Regions from separate parts of the Mus musculus genome. Here all the other regions are linked to region 1. A link is a contact called in public HiCAR-type and HiChIP or PLAC-seq data. All regions are on one chromosome and are shown on one strand. Each heading gives the region's core, a stretch centred on a gene start, on an enhancer-like site or on the middle of the called end of the contact. The rest is flanking DNA. Distances are from core to core; before and after follow the strand shown.

What was found. HiCAR-type assays count read pairs that join an accessible place to other places. HiChIP or PLAC-seq counts read pairs in DNA pulled down with a chosen protein or histone mark.
Region 2: a contact with region 1 is called in an H3K27ac HiChIP or PLAC-seq map of embryonic fibroblasts, with 7 times the contacts expected there. The contact joins the enhancer-like site here to the promoter of Arl5b in region 1. A contact is called at or near these places in 3 of 39 promoter capture datasets (cranial neural crest, embryonic stem cells and hippocampal neurons) and 3 of 115 datasets of contacts at active chromatin or transcription factors (astrocytes, embryonic fibroblasts and embryonic stem cells).
Region 3: a contact with region 1 is called in a HiCAR-type map of astrocytes, with 4 times the contacts expected there. The contact joins the enhancer-like site here to the promoter of Arl5b in region 1. A contact is called at or near these places in 3 of 39 promoter capture datasets (cranial neural crest, hippocampal neurons and second pharyngeal arch cranial neural crest) and 3 of 115 datasets of contacts at active chromatin or transcription factors (astrocytes, embryonic stem cells and fibro-adipogenic progenitors).

The regions. Positions count from the first base shown.
Region 1 is chr2:15,054,060-15,056,781 of GRCm38.p6, forward strand. It overlaps Arl5b (ADP-ribosylation factor-like 5B), which reads left to right and starts at 1,261. Exons shown (of 6, transcript NM_029466.5): 1 at 1,261-1,515. The coding sequence starts at 1,470. It also overlaps a transcript of Nsun6 not described here.
Region 2 is chr2:16,405,136-16,407,987 of GRCm38.p6, forward strand. The region is part of intron 1 of Plxdc2 (plexin domain containing 2); the gene reads left to right. Among named protein-coding and RNA genes, the nearest start is that of Plxdc2, 50 kb to the left of the region's middle. Within about 2 kb of position 1,591, at least 39 of the 459 cell types and tissues checked have an H3K27ac peak or open chromatin away from gene starts, as enhancers often do. A contact at or near this core is called in embryonic fibroblasts, where this site is marked.
Region 3 is chr2:16,449,645-16,452,358 of GRCm38.p6, forward strand. The region is part of intron 1 of Plxdc2 (plexin domain containing 2); the gene reads left to right. Among named protein-coding and RNA genes, the nearest start is that of Plxdc2, 95 kb to the left of the region's middle. Within about 2 kb of position 1,342, at least 72 of the 459 cell types and tissues checked have an H3K27ac peak or open chromatin away from gene starts, as enhancers often do. A contact at or near this core is called in astrocytes, fibro-adipogenic progenitors and second pharyngeal arch cranial neural crest, where this site is marked.

The DNA.
Region 1 (2,722 bases), core at 11-2,510:
CAGCATTTATTAGTTTAGGCAATATTCAACTGTATTTGTGAGCATCTATCATTTGTTTCAGTCAGAGTAAGTTTCTTTTCCTTCAGGTTAGCAAAACTTTCAAATTTCTAAATTCTAACCTGAAAAGGGCGTTAGAGAATCTTAAGTCGGCTTTTTAATAATGAGGCCAAAAGTAGAAATGATAAGTTTGCGCAACCACAAACTCATTCAAATTTGTAGTCCAACGGATGATCATTAAAGCTATGTTTGAACAGGATCAGTACAACTTTTCCTCTGTAGGAGAGGCTGGAGCTATGGTTTAGTATCAAGAAGTTGTTGTGATCTTGTACCCGAGTTTTCAAGTCTTCACTGTCCTTTGAAGTGTAGCACTAGCAGGGCATCTTTTTTTTGTTTGTTTTGTTTTTCGAGACAGGGTTTCTCTGTGTAGCCCTGGCTGTCCTGGAACTCACTCTGTAGAACAGGCTGGCCTTGAATTCAAGAAATCCGCGTGCTTCTGCCTCCCGAGTGCTGGGATTAAAGGTGTGCGCCACCACGCCCGGCCACTAGCAGGGCATCTTAAGCTATACTCATTTGTTTTATTTGGAATAGGTCATGGGACAGTTTACCTTGTTACAAGGTCAGGCTGGCAGGCTTCTTCTCTGGTTATGTGGGGCCCGCCAGGTGGCCTCAAGGACTAGTCTGGCCTATGAAGTTTCCAGTTTCAACTGGTAAGGATTTTGAGATTAACTACCACACCTAACGCTTGGCCAAACTGATGGCACTTTGATTTTAGAAACTTAACTGGACCCTGGCTACAGGCATTCCAGCACGCACGTCCCTATCAATTCCATTCAGAATTAAGAATCACGCTAGAATCCCAACACTGGGACAGGAACGGAAACCCACTCCTCCGCTTCAGTCAGAGGACCGCGCCAGCTGAGGTTCCTCAGGCGGTCAGCAGCGAGGGACGCGGTGGCCAGGCCTCGGGGATGACCGCTGCTCTGGACCTCAGTCCGCGTTTCTTCAGAGTGGCAGGAGAGGGAGCGCGCGCCGAGGAAATCCCCAGATCGGCCACACCCCGCCTCCGCAGACGCCAAGCCCGCCCACCATCCGCACACCGGAAGTGTACAGGGAGGACCCGCCACGTCCCAGGCGCCCGCTGACGTCAGCGCGCCGACGTCACGTGCCGACCTTCCGGCGATGGGTGGTCCCGGGCGTAGGTGGGGAGGCGGGGCGGGGGCGGGGCTCGTGGCCAGCCCAGGCTGTGCAGGGTAGGTGGGCGCAGACCGAGCGACTACGGGTCGGGGCTGGGCTCAGCGCGCTGCGAACAAAGGAGTCTGCGGCGGTTCCCGGCTCCGCGGAGGACCAAAGCTTCGCTGGACTCTTGAGGCTCCGCGGCTCCGGATCGGCTTCCCCTCGGTTCCACCGCGGGCGCCGCGGCACCTGCCGCCGAGTGCTGCCCAGGAAGTCTGTCCCGTCCGGGGCTCATGATGGGGCTGATCTTCGCTAAACTGTGGAGCCTTTTTTGTAACCAAGGTGAGGCCGGCGGGAGGGTGGACGCGGCGCTGGCAAGTCCAGATTGAGATCTGGATAGGGTTCGGGGTAGAACTCGGATCTGGGGACCCGGAGCCCGGGCAGGGGACGCACCCGATGGCCAGGAATCCCACGCGTGTGCAGCTTTTAGCCAACCAAGGTGAAAACATATTCCTGCAATCTGTTTGCGGGCCTTTCCGGTCTCAGCGAACCATCTTTTAGGTCTGATTAGCCCCAAGAAAGTGTCTCCCCGAGAACCCAAAACTTTCCGTTTGTTTAACACGAAACAGGAGTTTTGCACTGTTTACCTTCCTCTTGTCTATGCCAATGCACCTTCACGTTGTCTGACTTGGCTCTGATTTCTGTTCGTCAAGACTTAGAATGAGTGAGTATTCAGGTGCACGGGTTTCTGAAATTTTTACACATACACACAGCTTCCCCTCCTCCCCGTAGGCGTGAAAAAAAAAATCTAAATGCTCTCGGTTATGTGTAAGATGTTACGTGGCCGTAATTATTCTAGAACAGGTCATGAATTACCTAGAAGTTGTAAAACCTGTTCCGAGGCAGAATAAGCAATGCTGTCTTGAGAAGAGTCACTACTAGACAGAAAGGGGTCCAATGATAAAGTCTTCGTCTTTCTTGTAACAGAATGGTTTCTGAGTATTAAGACCAAATTTTGTTCCCATTTGTTTCATTTTGTAGGGCATGATTTATAAACTACTTTTGTTTTTATGAAGGTACCAAGTCTTTGCCATTATTAAGGTCCTTTGTTTTGTGGATTTAAACCGTGAAATCATTTTGAATGGCATTAATTCACTTGTTCTGAACGCTGATTTTTAAAAAGCCCCTTTCAAGCTTATGAATACATGCAAGCACACTGGCACATGTGTGTGTATGCAAGTACCACAGATAAATACTCCCTTTTAAGTGACTTTGGAGTGTCCAAACTGAAGCTCCCGGCGATGTTTCTCAGTAATGTCATGCACTATTTTTCAGCAACTTAACATTTTCTAATGATTGTAAAAGTACTATGTCAAGAACAATTTCAACATATAATTAAATATATATTGATTACACAATTAAATTTGTGTAAATAAAAATGAATTACGCAATATTACCTTTTATCAACCCCCCCCCCCCCACACACACACCTTAGCAATAAAAATGATCAGAGTGTTGGTTCTCCCTTTATAGTAGGTTATTGCTGCTA
Region 2 (2,852 bases), core at 341-2,840, 1.4 Mb after region 1:
TGGACAGGGGAGGAAGCAGGGAGAGGGGAGCCTGCTCTTTGTGTCTTTTGAGGCAAGCAGAAGGTGGTTTTGCTCTGCTAGATGTAAAATGAACCCATCTCTTCCTACTTGACTCTTCATAATGAATTGATGTCTGGCAAACTTGAGTCTTCATCTCCCAGTTCAATTTTTCATGGCATTCAAAATGCTAAGGATGTAAATGTGCTGCTGTGTTTGAAACTCTGCTGATGAGTAGACATTCTTTTGATAAATGTTGGGTTCTTATCTTGTTTGCTTTCTCAAAAACTGTATTTGGCAAAGACATCTGTGTAGATCTCAGTTCAAAACAATCCCCGTCCCTGGGAAGAGTTGAGAAAGGGCTGCGCACTAATGCGCCAGGGCAGAAGCACTTGCTTGACTGCTCCATGACATGGGCATTTTTGCATTTTCTACTTAGGAGTTTACATCCAGGACGGCTAACTGATGATATGTGAGGGTTCAAGGAGCAGACCATCAGAAGGTGCATCCCAGGTTACAGATAAACATCAATTTCCCCTCACGCAGCCCCCCAAAGGCAAAATACAACCCTTTAAATCCCCGTGCTCTTTTGCACACTCACCTGACATTTTTGTTCCAATGAGTTAGTGAAACAGAAACCTAAAGCAGTAAACCTTCTGGTTAAGCCAGCTTCTTTGTTTAGATGCTTTTGCTATTTCACTAAGGAAAGGGTGGCTGTTTTACTTTTTATACAGCAGGGTCTGATGATTTCTATAGCTCATATATTAAAGATCATCAGACTTTTAAAATATTCAGTTCAAGACAATAAGTAAGCTAAATATTGGATAACAGAGAACAGAGAAAAATATATTTTATTGGTCATGGTTCAGAAAATGTAGCAATTGATTTTTCTTGTTCTTCTAAGGTATAAAATTATACTTCATGAGTCTGAATCAAATATAAAAATTCATAAAGTATGTCACCCTATGACTAATTGAAACCATTATTCATAAAAATGTGAAATTACTTTAAAATAAAAGGGAAAACTGTGTAAGTTAGAGAAATTTTCTGCTTGTTCTGTCTGAGAAGGTTATTTTATTTGAAGTTTTTGTGATGATTCATTATATTTCTATTTCTTGTGTGTTAAGATACATTACTGTCTGGAACATGGACTTAGAAAACAGTGGAAAATAGCACTTTAAACTCGGGTTTACTATCCCAATTTTGACTTGATCTACTCTATCAGCATAAGAATAGGCTTTTTAATATTTTGAGTAAATAACATCATGTGTACTTCTAGCATTATAATAGTATAAGATTTGCTATATGCAGGTATACAGTAGCTCTTCTTATGTGCAAAATATGTACTTCCAAACCACCAGTTGTGTGCTTAAAAGTAGACATTACCAGATTCTCTGTTTTTCCTAGACATACATGTTCATGGTGAAGTGCAACTTGTAAGTTAGATATAATAGGAGATGCATCACAATGTCTAATAGTAAAATGGAAGGATCCTAACAATTTCCTTTAGGAATGTAATATGAATGATCTCACTCTTGGCTCAACCACCACAGGCTGGTGATTCATGCCTTATGGAATACGGCAGAGGGGATGACCCATGTTCTGGGCAAGCTAAAGTGAGACAACATGACATTTTTCATGCTACTGGAAGAGCATGTGGTTTAAAACTTAACTGCTTGTTGGCTTTTGGGTATTTTTACTTAATAAGTTTGAACCCTGGCTGATTATTGATGACTAGGATCTTACTGTTTGTAGATTGTCTCTGAGTACCGTTTTCTGCCCAGACACAGTGAAGAGGAACAGCAAGAGAAGTTGGTATATGTAAAACCCCTGAAAGGTGAGACAGCTGTGGAGACCTGTGCTCCTAACAAACTTGCACCAAGAACCCGCCTCTGGGCACATTCTTGCTAGTAAGACACTTCAATGGTCACATTTTAGGGTAAACTATTTTTACTTTGTCCTAAGCAAAGCATTCAACATACAGATTGTGAAAATTTAGCCAGTTTTTTAATCTTAAGAGTCGCCCCTTCTTAATTCAGAGGAGTACACTGGGCTGGGCTTCACTGTCCAAATTGCCACAAACAAACAAACAAACAAACAAACAAGCAAACAGCTTTGTGTGCTCCAATGGTCCTGTCCTCTCACTGGAATGAATGAACTAAATGAAAGGCTCTTTGGTTATATGTTTTAAAGTCTTTTCTCTATATACTTAATATTTACTCTGCAACATTTTGGCCCTTGGGAATCCCAGAAAACAGTAAGGAGTAAAAAGACCTACAAAATACCTCCACATTCTTCAACATCCTATACAATTTAGTTTTGAAATATATCGTTTCTAATAACACATCTATTGTATGAAGTATTTAAGAAGCAATCCATGCTATCTCTGGCATGGCACCAACAGACAGACCAAACTGTTCTCAGCGTGCAGACTCTCTGACTCAGAACTCTGAAATCTCTCCACCCATCTTTTGAAGTTCCCATGGTGGGCCCCTGTCATGCATGTCCCATACTTCCAAATTCAAATACAGTGGCAGGCGTGTCCTAGTACCCAGCTGAGTCACTGCATGAAGGAAAACACCATACAATCTTAGTTTAGAATCAATAGGCAACACAATTGCTGGGTGCAGAAATTAGCATCCTAATTTTGTAATCTATTTTAAGTTATAAATCCTCCAGTGGTGGATTCCAGCAGATCTACCACCTAAACCAGAGGCCTCTCACTACCTACATTGTGTCTCCATGGTCTCTCTTGTCCAAAAGGAAGTATATTTCCCCTGCCTCCCCTCTTCCTCTCTCTGACCTAGAAGTCCCACCTACTCGCTTAGTGATTGGTTCCTTAAAATATTTATTTA
Region 3 (2,714 bases), core at 92-2,591, 1.4 Mb after region 1:
GACTTGGTTGTTTTGTCTTTCTCTCCTTCCTGTCAGTATTGAAACTTGAAGTATGGTTACTGCATATTAAAACGCTCAAGAATGCCATTCTAAATAACATACTCCTGGGGTGAGTGCCGCAGTAGTCTTAAGAATGCTAAATAAAGGCACGTCAGCTCCATCCTAATACTAGAAAGGCCTTGTTTGAAGTCAGAGGTTTCTTACACGCAGTAATTTCAGATACTCTTGGGATTAATGTATGACCTCTTTACACACAGCGACATTCAAACACATCTTATAGCATCTCCATATACTTCAAGTGCACACTAGTGTTGGCATTGCTATCTCGTTGCTGTGGGCTTCATCCTAGTTCCTAACATCCTTACTTTCAAATAAGACAACATTTCTTCTTGTCTCTACTTTCATTCTTTACCGACACTGAGGCCTAACTTCAGTGGTTATCCATGGCTGGCTAGTATCTTGGTTTCCTTACAAATGGCACTCTATGCTTATTAATGGCATTTTCCAAGTCCCTGCAGGCATTGGACTATGTTCTGACCTTTGAAATCTCTTCTAGAACACAAGATTTTAGTGCTTAATGGTTCAAAGTAGCTAACTCTCATGTATTAATTTTTATTTTCATTGCAGTGAATATTTGCCTTACTTACATATGTATGAGGTCTACATTTTGACATTCATTGAAAAATATAATTTCAGATGTGATACTTTGTGAAAATTATATTATTAAATGTCATAGAAAAAAATGATCATAAGATACTAATGGAACATTTAACAAAGTATAGACTATGAATAGTTATATAGTTCAGAAGGTCAGTTTCTACTCTGTTGGCCACCTTCCTCATCATTAAAAAATGAGTCCCTCTCTTCTTCTGGAACATGAAGGTTTAGATTTATATATCTGAAAAGAATTTACAAAAGATGTCCCTTCCTTTCACAGAGTGTCTGGTCTGATGTGCTTTGTCACAAAACCAAGCACTGCCATTGGACTTCACTGTTAGCTATATTTTCTTTCTTTGGAGTCTCCATTCTTCTTAAGGATTTTTTTTTTTTCTTAAGATTGTGTTCCATCATTAAAAGCTTCAGTGGAATTGGCTCAGGACTGCCAATGTGGGCTATTTCCAGTAAAAAGCTGCAGCTAGCCAATGAAGGAAAGAAGCTAAAATCCAGTCAGCATTCCATGTGCCAAGCACAGTGCCCTAGGAGCAGTCCCAACAATGCATGTAAAAATCCCACCCAGAGGACATCTGATTCTAATTTACACAAAGACACTCTGCAGGCTAGCAGAGTCCCTGGAGCTAAACTAATGCTGCCTCACTGTGAATTGAGGGACAGTTTGCCAGTGTGTTTAAAAGCTTGTCATAACTTATCCTTTATGGGGCTGTTCCAGTAGGGCGGAGTTATGTATGTGTTGGGATAGAGGCAATTAGACACACTTCAGTGATAGTTTTATTTACTTGCTGTTTGTTCAAGCCCTGGTGCTGGGGATCTGAGGGGGAAGGTTTATTAGAAGCAAACTCCCTTTGTGAGCCCTCATTCAATTAGATTTGAGCTTCCTGGACTCCACCTGTGAAGAAGTGGTCGGAGGCGGCCCCTCTTGTGACCGACAGTGTTTGTGTTTTCTGCTAATAAAGTTTTGAATGGATCATACCACATGGACTTGATGTCTTAATTTTGTTGGATGGACACATTCAAGAACAGAGAGTAAACAATTGGCGCCTTGCTCAGGGATGTCTGAGCATGTACCTCCCTCGCTTAGGGATTTTGTAATAAAATACAGCTCAGTGATTCAAAAACTAAAACATGTTTTTAAAGCTCCTAAAGTTGATCCAAAGTGCCAGAATTTCCCAGCTTGGCCTGGCTTCAAGGCCATGAGAGCTCAGACCTTGACTCATGGAACCATTTCCTTATTAACAGACATAGTGTTTCACATACTTGAGGCTTGAAAAAAACAACTGGACTTCAGCCTCTCCAGCGCAAAGCTCTTCTCAACTCTTTTGTTTTTGAGGCAGGCAGGGTTTCAAAGGAAATCTTGTGTCTGTCTATATTGTTTATTCTCAACTTATCCCAAATGCTCTGGCTTATGTATGGAAAATCCCTTGAGTTGTTTTCTAAGTTGTTCAGTCTTTTCTTGTTTAAGAGCAGGAAGCTGCAGATTGTCAGTAGTCAGAAGAAAGCGTGCTGTTGAGCACTAGCTCTGCTGCGGAGGACCATGATTTATGTATTTCTGAGCTGATTACTCTCAGTAAGAGTCTACCCCCAAATATCATATAAGACTAAGAAATCCTCTTAGATGCACTATCAGAAAAGTCTTACACAGGATAATGTCTATCTAAGCTATTTTAATATTCATTTTATCCGCCGGGCAGTGGTGGCGCATGCCTTTAATCCCAGCACTTGGGAGGCAGAGGCAGGTGGATTTCTGAGTTCGAGGCCAACCTGGTCTACAAAGTGAGTTCCAGGATAGCCAGGGCTATACAGAGAAACCCTATCTCGGAAAACAAACAAACAAACAAACAAAAAGACAAAACAAAAAAATTCATTTTATCCTATTTCGGGGTGGTTTTACCTGCCTGTATGTCAGCACATTATGCACATGCAATTCCCATGGAGGCCAGCAGAGGGCACCAGATACCCCAGGAATGATTTTACAGCTGGTTTTGATCCATCATGTGGGTGCAGGGAATTGAACATTGGTTCTCTAGAAAAAAATAAAA